Linked DNA regions of Neogale vison: region 2 is linked to region 1. The links are chromatin contacts, called in public Hi-C maps. All regions are on one chromosome and are shown on one strand. Each heading gives the region's core, a stretch centred on a gene start, on an enhancer-like site or on the middle of the called end of the contact. The rest is flanking DNA. Distances are from core to core; before and after follow the strand shown. Region 1 holds the start of CCDC152 (coiled-coil domain-containing protein 152). Region 2 holds the start of GHR (growth hormone receptor).

Region 1 (3,630 bases), core at 406-2,905:
AGTAAAAGGTAAGTAAATTCCTAAAGTAATTACCTACAGTAATTTTAGGGGTCATATTCTTGTTTAAAATGAGGTCCCTCAAAACAGGCGTTGCTCTAAAATTTGTTACATCGCAAAGAAATCCTATTTCCTTTCTCTTTTTGATATTATATGTCATTAACAACTATTAGTGGTGGGACGCCTGGGTGGCTCAGTTGGTTGGACGGCTGCCTTCGGCTCAGGGCGTGATCCTGGAGTCCCGGGATCGAGTCCCACATCGGGCTCCCAGCTCCATGGGGAGTCTGCTTCGCTCTCTGACCTTCTCCTCGCTCATGCTCTCTCTCACTGTCTCTCTCTCTCAAATAAATAAATAAAGTCTTTAAAAAAAAAAAAACTATTAGTGGTTTTTAAGGGAGAGAATTTTAGCTATATATTTTCAGTTTATTAAATTATTATCCTTCATCACATTTTCAAGTAAAACTACAAAATCCCTTCGGAAGCTACAACGTGGTCTTTAAAGCAGAGGAATAATTGTAATAGCATCCCATAAATCCAGCAAAATTCTTTTTGGGGTAAAATTTAAAAATCACTATTTGATAAACTGTTATTCTTTAACAGAACTACAGGATAATTTGAAGTAATTAATGCAAAATTTTCCCTCCCATCTTTTTTTTTTTTTCTTTTTGGTTCCTAACATTTTAAATAAAAAAGGTTTTTACTTCGGTTCTGTCTCAGATCCCAGTTCTTGAATTAAACTCATTTTAATTTCAGCTTGATTATCTCCCAACTCCTCCGCTCTGATGCGACTCTTGGAGTGTTTTTCTTTATAAAACCATCGCCCATATTCATGCTCTTCCTCGTGGGGGTTTGTCACACGGGCTGAAAAGCCACCGGGTGCATTTCGGGTGCATTTCGAGGTGTCTTCAGAGCCTCCCCCCCCCCTCCAATTTCCTCGACCTTTCTCTGCAGTGGATGCGGCCTTCTTGCCCCTGAAACGAGGTGACAAGCTGGTGATTCCGTGCCCGTCACATTCTTTGGTGAGAAGTAGAGACTGACTTGTGAGCTCCGCGGCCCAGCGTCAAACATCCCCTCAGGTGGGTGACAGCCCCACTTTCTGCCCCGCCCTCCACCCCACCCCCCTGCCGACTAGCGTGGGGCCTCCCGGTCCCCCTTCCCTCACGGGGCTCTGAGGGGCCTGTGCTCCGCCCAGAGGACGGGCTCCGAACCTCCTCTTCTCCCCGCCCCGCAGCCCTCCTTGAATTCGTTCAGTCGCAGCCCGGGGCGCCGCTCCCTCCACCCGCGTCCCGGGGGCCAGAGGAGCCCAGCTCGACGGCGGGCTGCGTACCTCCGGGCCGCGGAGAGTCGCTGGGTCAAAACGCTGCCCGGGGCTGGGAGACTGTGAGGGGGTTGGAGAAAAGAATTTCCGAGGGAAACGTGGGAATTTCGAACCCACCGACCAAAAGCCTGGAGCGTACTTGCCTCGGCTCACAGGTCCCCCAAGTTTCCCACGCCTCCTCCTCCTCCTCCGCGTGCAGGTCCGCCCCGCACGGCTGTCCCCTCCCCGGAAGTCCGTTCCCGCAGCAACGGGCCCGCCCCCTCCTGGCCCCACCTGCGCCTCCACCCGCGTTCCACCTCCTCTCCGGGCTTGCCTCCTTGGTCCTCGCTCGCCTCAAGCATCTGGCGCGTGCCGCTAAGTTGTTTCCTCTAGTTTCTAGGACAGGACTCGACACCCAGTGGCTGCCAGATCCATAATTATTTCGCCATCAAAGAATAAATCACATTGGCTTTAAGTTGACCAGTGAGTCAGCGCTGTTGAATCAATAAATAATAAACTATATTTATTCGAGAAAACTTACAAAATAGGCTTATGAGGTACCCGAGGCTGTGCTAGGTGATGGAGATGCGGTCCAGGGTTGGCGATGGATCTGCTCTCCCACCTGCAAAGCTTTATCTTGGTAAATTAATGGTTAGGGGCATAGACTCTGTGTGGATTCCAGCCCCAAACTCTTGTTTATCAGCCGGGTGATCCTGGGCCAGTTTTTAAGTATACCTGCCTCCAATCCGTAAAATAGACATTAAATAATAATGCCTACCTCCTGGGGCTGTTGCAGCAATTAAAGGAAAGGATGCATTTTAAAAGAGCTTAATGCAGTTCTTGGCATAAAGTAAGTATTCAAAATTAATTAGTATAATCTAAAAATTTTGGTCAAAAGCAGTTTGAAATGGTATCCACTGCCAACTTTGCCCCCTCCCCCCTTTTTTAAGATTTTATTTATTTATCTGACAGAGAGCGAGTGAGCCCAGGCTGGGGGAGTGGCAGAGGGAAAAGCAGGCTCCACACTGAGCGGGGAGCCCAATGTGGGGGCTCCATCCCAGGATTGTGAGATCATGACCTGAGCTGAAGGCAGATGCTTAACCAACTGGGCCACCCAGGTGCCCCCCTATCTACTTTTTTTTTTAGTAGGAAATGAGAGATAGGTTTTCACTAAGTTCATTTTCTATGAAAACCAAAATTTGGCAAGCAGATACATGTAGACTATAATAGGATAATCCATACTTCCTTCGTTATCTGAAAAGCAGTATAGCATGGTGGCAAGAGAACTAGGTCAAAGGAGGAAATGGGAGATGGAGTCCTCTCTCTGTAGTTAGTAATCTGGGAAGGTTGATTCATCTTAGCAATCACCTTCTTCCCTTTAATTTTAAAATAAGAGCAGTGGACTAAATAACAAAGCTAAAATTTTAGGATTTAAAACTGTTAATGATAAAACATTGCTCATCAAAATGTTTTTTAAAATGTCATTTTCTCGTGTTTTTTAGCTCATTAATTGCACATAAAATATATATTATTTATATGTATGTTATCTATTCATATATGTGTTTATATATATATATGTTAAATTTTTTTTTTTAACTTCTGACTACTCGGTAAGCTTTCCTTGATATTAGCAACACAGACATATTAAAAGTGGCCTTTTCAATTGTTGGTTCTATCCAATTAGAAGATTTAAATGTTCCATGTAACCCATATCATAATGCTTTTTGAAACAAGCCCACTTTAAGGCCCATCTAAAATGCTACCTTTTCCATAAGGCATTCACTGATCATAGCAGCTGTGACCTACCTTTCCTTGCTCTGTGTTCCTATTACACTTTGGACCATGCTGGCCTTATTGTGGCTTTTATTAGGATCGTCTGAATTGCTATCTTTCCTGCTGTTTGGTCAGCTCCTTGGGGGAAGAAACTTTATTTTACATATATATGTATATATATTTCTCCATAGTGTCTAGCATAGTCATAGTAAGTAGAAATGAACACACTAGAAGTCAGAAAAATTTAACTTGATTTTTCTAGTTTGAAATGAGTCATAAGCTTCTCTTCTAGTTTATAGATACTAGCTTTTTCCTACAGTCTAGTGAGTCCAAAATAGGTCTGTCATTGAGAAACTATATGAGCTTCCCCTGATTTCATTTTGAAAAGGGAATGCCTTTCACAGTTGTATTCACAGTTTTATTTATCAAGTATCATCCAACTGAGAAACAGAAAGGATTCTTTGAGTATTTGCTCAAAAACTGACTGGAAAACCCAAGAGGAATAAATTACATTATTGTGCCATACTAACAAAGGGAGTATAAAGAAAGCAATGTTTGAATCC
Region 2 (3,630 bases), core at 650-3,149, 280 kb after region 1:
GAAGTCCATCTGAAGAAAAACTATAAATAACCAGAGACCCCTTGGAATCTAATATGGGAGCACCAAGTTCTTCTCAAAAGGAAACAGCATCCCCAATCACAGAAAAGACGGAACCAACAATCCTGTATACTAAATCATTTTATTTTGCTTCTATCCAGCATTTTAATTTCTGGAAAATATTTCACACTAATTACCTCCAAGGTCTATATACCTTGGCACCCCCAGAAAAAAGGACTTGCAGGGTGACCCAGGTGGAAACTAGCCTAGAACACCAATTGCCCACGGCACAGCTGCCACAACATGTATGGAGAAAGGTGAGTGCCTTTCCAGGCACACGTGCCAGGGATTATAAAGGTAAACACCCCAGAGACCATCTAGTTTCTGGACTGTGCACAGCGCCACCTCGGGAATCTCAGACCTGCAGCTCCAACTTGGATCTGGACCTCCAGGGTTCTGTACCTACACATACACCCATGTCATAAAACCGTCGTCCTCGATCCCAAGTCTCAGGAGAGTTCCAGGAACCTCCACCTCCAGCCCGCAGCTCCTCAAAGGCAAGGGGTTTAGTGTTTTCAGAGTCCGTGGTATTTAAATCCTTTGCAGGACTCCTGCAACTTCCCAACCCTCTGGCCTCCCGTTACCTTTCCCTGTCCCTTCCAAGGTCTCCAGGCTGCACAAACGGGCGGGCGGCACCTCTCTGGCCTCCTCCTCCCGTCCACCTCCTCCCTGCACACCCTACTGGCTCAGGCGCCGACACGCCTCCCCAGGAGCACACACACGCGCGCGCGCGCGCGCACACACACACACACACACACACACACAGCGCTCACGTACACCCGTACAGCGCACACACCCGGAGCCAGGTTAACAAATCCCGCAGCCACGCCGGAGGAGGCGTCCCCACTCGGGTTATAAACAAAGCACTCACCCCAAAATAGACTCCCCCACGCACCCGCGAGTGGGTGACCCTGCCCGGCACCCTGCGCACGCCGCCAGCACCCTCTCCCCAGACGCGCGGCTCCCCCACTCACCCGCAGCTCTCATGCCTCGGGCAGCTCTGTCCAAACTTTGAGCCTGGTTGATTTCATAGCCACGACTGTGTCCGGGGCTGAGGGTGCTCGGCTCGCCACGCCGTCTCTACCCACTCCAGCTCCCGGGGACCGGTGGCCGCGACTCTACTAACCCCAGTTCCGCCGGTGCCAAAGCGTGACTGCAGTCTGCACAAACGCTCAGAGGGCGGTGCGCTTTGGGGAGGAGCGCGCGGTATCGACGCGCACAGCCGAACGACCTCCCCTCTCCTCCGGCCGCGCCGCCAGGGACCTCTCCTCGCTCGCCGGCCGCAGCCTCAGCCGTTCCTGCCCCAGCCCGGCTGACGTGGTCAAAGAGCAGCACTCGCAAAACTTTTAGGACTTTAACAATACTGGCTTCAGAGGAAGCCCCTCCAGGCACCGCAAACACTGGTCACAGCAGGCGCCAGCGTGGGATGGTTCGCCTATCGCCCCCAACTCCCTGACGCCCACCACCAAGGTACACACACACACACACACGCGCGCGCGCGCGCATCCATAGCGTGGATCGGGTTACAACAACCCGCCCGCAAACAACTTCTTCGCGAGGAGGAGGAAAGCATAACCAACCTCCAAGTCCCCCGGGGGAAAAAAAAAAGATTCCTGTTAAATACATAAGCCAGAGCCCCACTTTCATAAACAACTGGTCCACTCCCAGGGCCCCAGGCACAAAAGGGGGAAAAGAAGAACACGACTCCCTGAGGGCCCTACCCCGCTCCAGTACCTCCGAGTCTCGCCTCCGGATAGAGAGCGCGGGATCGCTGCCGCGCTGGGGCCGAGGGCGCGGGGGCCTCCGGCCTGCGCGGCCCCAGCCCGGAGTCCCCGCCGCCGCCTCGGCTCAGCAGCAGCCGCCGCCGCCGCCGCCGCTCCAGCCGCCGCCGCCGCCGCTCCCTAGACCGCCTCCTCTTCCCATGGCTGCGCCCTGCTTGGCAGCTCGCGGGCTGTCAGGCTTGGGGAGGAGGAGGGGGCGGGGTGAAACGGGAAAGGAGGACGGGAGGGGATGGGTGGGAAACGGCGGCCGCCGCTCACCAGGGGTCACGCCGGGCCCGGCCCGCCGCCCCCGCGACCCGGGCTGCAGCGGCGAGGGGAAGCGGGAGTTCGGGGCGACGGGTTCGAGAGCCGCTGCGGAGGCGCGGAGCGCGGTCCGGGCCAGGCATTCCGAGGAGCTGGGATGAAGCGTTCCCCGCCAAGGAGTTGGAGTTGGTGCGTGTCACTCTCTTCTGGGCCGCGCGGCTCCTCCTAGAGGAAAGTATTGGTCGTTGCAGGACGCTTCCTTCCTCTCCGCCCACCGCTGTTCCCAAAAAGAAGGCAGGACCTAAAAGAGCATTAAGTGCAGCCAACAAATGCAAAGGAGCGCTTCAAGTTAGCTCTCTGCCGGAATGGGGGGAAAAGCGAGCCGGATAGCTTGGAAGGCGTGATTAGCCAACTGAACTTGCCTCTCTCCACCTGCAACCGCTTTCCAAACGCGTGCTCCCTGGGTGGAAAGATAGTTAAAAGTAGGGAGGGTAGAAAAGAGAGATGTAATTTGCCGGAAAACCCGAGGCATCTGAGCAGAGACGTTATGTCCCAAAGCCAGAGCGCTAAGGTGCAGGGTGTCCGGACACAGGCCTCAGCCGGAGGACTGGCCCTGTGTTTAACTGTCCTGCGCAGGGCACAGCTCATCTGTCAAACCCGAGCCTGTCCCCCTCATTGCACTGTACGGAAATAAAGTGAGAGGAGAAGCGCTCAGAGTGTTTCAGAAAGTTACTGTCGTTGTGCAGAAGCGTGTCATGTGGTAAAGACTCCCACTCCCAGGCACCTCTTGCTTTTCTCAGCAGAAAGTACAAAAGTCCAGTTCCAGCTTGTGGTCTGAAGGACCAGCCAGTCATGCTATCTTTTTACTATTTACTTTACTCCTGACAGCCAGTTGTAATGCCATTTATCTAACAGCTTCTAACAGCTTCGGCTTACTAAATGACTTTTTTTTTATTGTTGTTATTACAGGGCTCCCAGACACAAAGCCAAGTTTATAACCAGAGAGAAATGTTTAATCTAAAGAAACTTAAGATTTTTAGCCCTGGAATAAAAGATGCCCGGGGTGTGGAGAGGAGCACATGTGAATGGTTCTCGGCAAGGAGTCAGGAAGGAGCACAGCTGAAGATGGGGGGCAGCAGATGTCACAGAAGAGACTCCTATTTTTTTAATTTTTAAAAAAGATTTTATTTACTTATTTTCTGGGAAAGCGCACACGCCCAACCAGGGGGAGCAGCAGGCAGAGGGAGAAGCTGGCTCCCCTCTGAGAAAGGAGCCCAATGTAGGACTCCCAGGATCCTGGAATCATGACCTGAGCCCAAGGCAGATGCTTAACTGACTGAGCCACCCAGGTATCCCAAGATACTCCTATCTTTAAAGGAATCAAAGAAGCGGAAAATTCTGTTCCTTGAAATCCTTTCTGAGTCTCAGCTGTGGCTCAACAACCTAATTGTTCTAGGCAAAATAAGACAGAATGACCAGAGGAGGAAAGATTCTGGAAGGGCTGTGTATCATCACTTTCCTGTACCATGTCAGGTGTCCCATGGATGTT

Evidence for each region. A called contact is a pair of places that touch in the nucleus more often than the background predicts.
Region 2: a contact with region 1 is called in a Hi-C map of fibroblasts, with 7 times the contacts expected there. The contact joins the promoter of GHR here to the promoter of CCDC152 in region 1. A contact is called at or near these places in 2 of 3 Hi-C or Micro-C datasets (fibroblasts and muscle).

What each region holds. Positions count from the first base shown.
Region 1 is chr1:283,268,509-283,272,138 of ASM_NN_V1, forward strand. CCDC152 (coiled-coil domain-containing protein 152) reads right to left here and starts at 1,656. Exons shown (of 12, transcript XM_044232365.1): 1 at 1,578-1,656; 2 at 1,391-1,575; 3 at 1,257-1,389; 4 at 1,206-1,254. The coding sequence starts at 1,656.
Region 2 is chr1:283,551,283-283,554,912 of ASM_NN_V1, forward strand. GHR (growth hormone receptor) reads right to left here and starts at 1,900. Exons shown (of 10, transcript XM_044232381.1): 1 at 1,792-1,900.